2 separate regions of the Mus musculus genome follow, and region 1 is linked to region 2. Evidence: chromatin contacts called from public promoter capture Hi-C data. All regions are on one chromosome and are shown on one strand. Each heading gives the region's core, a stretch centred on a gene start, on an enhancer-like site or on the middle of the called end of the contact. The rest is flanking DNA. Distances are from core to core; before and after follow the strand shown. Region 1 overlaps Kif16b (kinesin family member 16B). Region 2 holds the start of Ndufaf5 (NADH:ubiquinone oxidoreductase complex assembly factor 5).

What was found. Promoter capture Hi-C pulls out the DNA fragments that hold promoters and counts their contacts.
Region 1: a promoter capture Hi-C map of hippocampal neurons shows a contact between it and region 2, with 4 times the contacts expected there. The contact joins the enhancer-like site here to the promoter of Ndufaf5 in region 2. A contact is called at or near these places in 5 of 39 promoter capture datasets (the 3T3-L1 cell line, 3T3-L1-derived adipocytes, hippocampal neurons and 1 more) and 2 of 115 datasets of contacts at active chromatin or transcription factors (astrocytes and embryonic forebrain).

What each region holds. Positions count from the first base shown.
Region 1 is chr2:142,730,521-142,733,220 of GRCm38.p6, forward strand. The region is part of intron 17 of Kif16b (kinesin family member 16B); the gene reads right to left. Among named protein-coding and RNA genes, the nearest start is that of Kif16b, 170 kb to the right of the region's middle. Within about 2 kb of position 1,296, at least 83 of the 459 cell types and tissues checked have an H3K27ac peak or open chromatin away from gene starts, as enhancers often do. A contact at or near this core is called in astrocytes, where this site is marked.
Region 2 is chr2:140,169,341-140,172,040 of GRCm38.p6, forward strand. It overlaps Ndufaf5 (NADH:ubiquinone oxidoreductase complex assembly factor 5), which reads left to right and starts at 1,306. Exons shown (of 11, transcript NM_027093.4): 1 at 1,306-1,593; 2 at 2,687-2,700. The coding sequence starts at 1,372. Esf1 (ESF1 nucleolar pre-rRNA processing protein homolog) reads right to left here and starts at 1,218. Exons shown (of 14, transcript NM_001081090.1): 1 at 1,137-1,218.

The sequences.
Region 1 (2,700 bases), core at 46-2,545, 2.6 Mb after region 2:
TACATGGTTGTAGGCAGGAACCCTGGCTTCTGCTTACTGGCAGTACAGCCTGGAACTGCATCCCAGAAGCTGAACTCACAAGGATATATATTCAAGAACTCAAGACCATTTCTCAAAATTGTTTACAAGAAAAAGAAACTTACACAGTATTAGTGGAAGGTGATCAAATAAATAATTTATTAATGTGCAATCAGGGACCTTCAAATTCTTCTCTCTGAACTAGAAATGCCAGCACTACATTTTTCTGCCTCAAGGAAGTTACTATGGAGAACACCAGAATTAGCCACAAATTTCTTCAGGCTAATGGCATATGATAGCCAGAAACTAAACAATAAAACATAAATCAATAGAAGATAAGTCCAGTTAGACATGGAATATCTACAATAGAAAATTACGTGGTTATTAAAAGAGTATAAAAAAGCTTTGAAAGAAAAATATTTTTAAAAACCCTTATGAATCTAGTATGAGCCTTTCTTGGCAAACATAGTAAATGACAGACATTTGATAAGAAGATATTGAGGGAAAATGGTTGGTCCATTACTGCCCAGAAGGCTGGGGATGGAAGGCAGCAGCTGTGGGCTCTGGCAGCAAGAGCGACAGGTTATTGGCTACACCTTAGGAGTAGAACAGGGCAAAGGGTCCAGTCCAGAGTCTCAAGCCCCATCTCCTAGAGACCAACAGCATAGATTACACAGCATCCCGAATAGGGCTACTGCGTGGGACCAACTCCCCTGACATATGTCTGTGTGGGGAAACTTCACACTGAAACAGTGAGGAAGACGGAGAGAAAGGCTCACTGATAGGGGAGCAACTCGAGCAAGGCAGAGGACATGGCCACATGCCAGCTCTGCAGCAATTTTTCTACCTGTTTGTGATTTGAACCTCAGTGATAAAGTTGACCACCTTTCTTCTATCTTCTTCCCCAGATGATGGATAGCTTCAGGTCATCACAGAGTCAGGGGCCTTCCATAGTCACCAAGGGGTGCTATGGCCTTAGTGAAAATCCTGAGGTGGCTTACCAAACCCAGCCCTGACGCTGGCTTCTGACATTTGTAGGTCTAGCTTGGATTGAAACGGAGTTGCTTCTTTTTAGAATTTAATTATTCAAATTTATACATTTAAATGGGCTCGCCACTGTGCAGTACTTAGAGGAGGCTAATGTGCCAGCAAAATTTTCTTTTATTTTCAATACTGAAATGAACTTGGAAGGTATCTAATTTTGCTTCAAGCACTTTCACGAAGCTGTGAATGTTTCCGCCTCCTGCCAAACTAGCTGCCTGTTTTCAGTCTCCAGTGAGGTGGAGGAGGCTGAGCAGTCAGCTTGCTTTCTTCTTAAAGACACTGTGCCAGTGAGAGGGAATGTTCCCCTGCAGGGAAATTATCTGCTGGCAAAGACCCTAGCTGGGCAGTTCTCCAAAGTAGAGCTAACTCCCCAAGGAAGCCACCAGGCTGCTTTGCCCCATCCAAAAAGTCTCTGGCATTAAGAAGCAATGTGTGTACAAACCAGTTTCCAGAGAAGCTCGAGATGCAGGCCAGCAGCAGGTTCCAAAACTGGAATAGAAAATGTGTCCAACTTGATGTGCCCAGCCAGACAAAGGAGGCCGTTCATGATATAAAGACTTGATGTTTAAAAATATCAAGAGCCCACTAAATTCAGAGTACGGTTCTGTAGTTGCTATTTGTTTTTAGATATAGGGTACTTGAAAGATTAGTAGGTTGCCTGCTGAACAAAAAGAAAGAGAAAAAGAGGAAAGAATGGGAGGGAGGGAGGGAGAACCTGCTGCTTTGAAGACACGTTGAGTCTCACCAGATATGATGATTAGCAAAACAGCCACAACTGTTAAGATAGATTGGCTCTGGGAAAAGTACTAAGCAGAAATTTTTTTAACTACTATAAAACTCAGTCTTATTACTGCAATCTTCTAGACAAGAGATACATTGGTCTGTGATCCTTAGACACCAGCCGAGAAGGAAGCACTCACTAGGAGCGAAGGAGACAAGCAGGAGTACAGTAGCCATGGGTCATGCCCAGCACAGGCTTCTCGGGCCTGCTGATAGACTGACTCATCCAGAGCCTGGCTGCAGCCCCAGATCTGTAGATCTGCAGAGTTACTTCCTATGTGCAAGACTTGAAACTGAGTAAGGAATGGAGGGCTCTTGCTTTCAAGAAGCCCACATCAGGAAAATGCCCGGGCATGAGATTACATTGGAAAGAGAAGACATACACAGAATGTCTGCCCAAGGAAAAAAAGCAACAAATCAACTCAAACTGGAGATGGAGAGAAGCCTCCTGAGAATGTAATTCCTGGACTAAGCTTAGAAGAGAACTAAGCAGAGGAAGTGGACAGAGGGCTTCGCAGAAGCTTGTGTAGGTGTGGGGGGAAATTTATACATTAGCCAAGGATGAAGTTCAGGCTGGAAAGGGAGAGATCACATTGGAGAACAGTGTCAATGACACTGATAGTGCTTGGAGGTCACTTTGTGGAAGCCAAACGGACCAGGACCAAGGCTAGGAAGAAGACATTCCCAAGAAGGGCGCAGGGAACATAACGCAGAGTATCCTCAGTCCTTCCCTCTTCCTTTGAGGAGGCAGGAACTACAGAGTCATTCCAGGGTAATCCTAGGATGGTTTGTGTAAGACAATGCTATTGTTCTGTGATTGTGGTCAGACTTTACAACCATCTTCCACACATACTAAAT
Region 2 (2,700 bases), core at 56-2,555:
CTGGTCTAATTGGGTTTTCATAGTCTTGTTTCATTCTCTTTGTTAATGTTTACTTCATAATTGCATAAGCTTTTGGTTTTACAAAGCTGTCTCTTAACTAATGAGGGGCATTTAAAAAAAAATCAAATCAGATTTACCTTAGTGTTATTTCTATAAATCCTAGTTTCTATCAAGACCCAAATTAGTCTCAAACTACAGTTAACAATTGTCACGTTCTTCTTAATAAATTTTTCCATGTGTATGGGTGTTAAGTATTCATGTGTGTCTGCATATCACTTCTGTGCCTCCTGCCCATGGACGCCTGAAGAGGTCTTCTGAGCCCCTGGAACTGGTTTTACTGACTGGACAATAGTCAGCCATCAAGTGGATGCTGGAAATTTAACCTAGGTCCACTGAAGACCAGCAGCCAGTGCACTTAACCACTGAGCAATCTATCCAGTCCCAAATGTCGCTTTTTTATAACATTTTATTCTCAAAGTGACTAAGGCCTAGATAGGCTATAAACACACAAAAACGCTCACAGAAGTTTGTATGCCTAATGTTCCTTTGTAAAGCGTCCCTGGTGGTTGGATTTCTCCAGATTTCAACTTTGCAAAAAAGTCAGAAGTTTCTGTATGAATAAAAGCTGACTGACCAAACAAGACAGTATTTACGCCCCTCACTCCTGCGACAGACTGTACGCCATCACAACAGGCTAGCCTAGCCTTGAACTGCAATCACTTCTGTCTCTCGGCCTCAATACTGGAATTACAGTGTTGCTTTACTTCAGAACCCTTTACATTCTAATAGAGAGAGAGAGAGAGAGAGAGATACTACAACACCTGGAACAGCTGTACGACACAGCTACCACCTCAACCAACTGCAGTGCGTGTGAATGTTGGAAATGGAAGCCCACGGCGAACATGGGATGTTCAGAGGAGCGAAAGCAACTGGACAGCACTTGAAACGCTTCCCGGTCTCCCTCAAGTCCACCCACCCTCTGGCCTGGGAGCTCCAGGTCAGCTCGTCCCGAACCATCTTCCCACCTCACAAACTTTCGGGGCAAGTTACTCGGCTGCGTTCTCTGTCTCTCTCGAGAAGCAGCTCTGAAGAGAACAATGAGGCCAGAAAGGGACCGGACTATAGGGGCTACTCACAAATCCCAAGGAGAGCCCGACGGGCGACCGCACAGTTTCCCACCACTCTTCTCAGATCCCAGTCTGAGTTCACATGGAGCGCACTCCCACAATCCTCCGCGAGACGCTCCGTCTTAACGGCACGCGAGCTGGGCCAAACTACTTCAACCTTCCGCCTTGGAACTGCGCTAGTCGTAGTCCCGTTGGCGCATGCGCCTAATAGAAACCATGCCCTGCTGTGGCGCCCGGGCTGAAGATGCTGCGAAAGGTCGTTCTTTTGCGCCTCTGCCCACTGCTTGGCCGGCCAGCGGTCTCTGCATCGAGCGGCAGTCGCAGGGAGGTCGCTTCTGGTGTCCCTCCTTCGGGCAGCACCTCGCCCAGAGCCCTAAACATCTTCGACAGGGAATTGAAGAGGAAGCAGAAGAATTGGGCCGCCCGGCAGCCCGACCCCATGAAATTTGACTACCTGAAGGAGGAGGTGAGACTGTGGGGCTGCGACGGAGGGAGGCGTGGAGCCGGGTAGGGCGGACCCACCCACCCGACTGTGTGACCTTGAGAAGCTTCACTCTCTAGAGCCTTTCTGATTTTCCGGGAAGCACGAGAGGCTCCGATAGCATGCGGGGCAATCATTCATTCGCTTTGCAAACACTGCTTGAGTTCCAGGGAAAAGCAAGATCATTTAGGAGTGAGTAGGAGACACATAGACAGGGAATGTAATTGCAGCAAAAGGAAGGTGAAGAAAAAGTGAGATAGCGGTATTGGTGACTGCGGTGGTCAAGAATGGCTGTTATGGCGAAAAGTGAGAGATTAGTTGAGCCGAGATGAGAGATGGGACGAGTCTCCTAGGAAAAGGAAAAGTGCAAAACTCCTAAGGCCAAAAGGACGTGTAGAGGCCTTCAATAAGTCCTTCCATTCTGTTCAAGAAAAGCTTGTAAGAGACTGAGTACAAGGTGTGGATAGTTGACTGCATCCCGGATGACGCCAGTCCGGGGAAGGGTGGTACTTACCATACGATTTCTTTTATGTTGTGTTTAGGAGATGGTCGTCTATACTTTTCCAGACTTGGTGTTTACTAATTTGCAAGCATTGGCTGTCTTAATTTATTATGTAATATATACCAGCCTGACCTCGAATTCATAGAAATCCACCTGCCTCAGCCTCCCGATGTTGATGTTGGGTTTGAGTTTCCGAGACAAGGGTCTTTTTAATATATCCTGGTTTGGAACTCATAGTCACCGTGTATTCCAGACTGGCCTCAGACTTGTGGTAATCCTGCTTACTCCTGAATCGAAGGACTATAGACATAAACTGCCACACCAAGGAGATCGTTAATTTTGATTTCATTAAATTTGCTTCTAAAGTAATTTGCTTCCGTTTGTTTTCAGGGTATTTTATTATTTCCATAATAAAAAAATAAAGTATTTGTAAAGGAAGTTGCTGTGGGACAATAGCAAATGGGATAGAAGGAAACACTTCTGTTTTGAAACATATGTTGAATCTTAGGAAAAAAAGTTACTTTTCTGTTAAGCCTGCTTGGTGTATTTAACCCATTGACTCTTGAAATTTTCCAGGTTGGAAGTCGGAT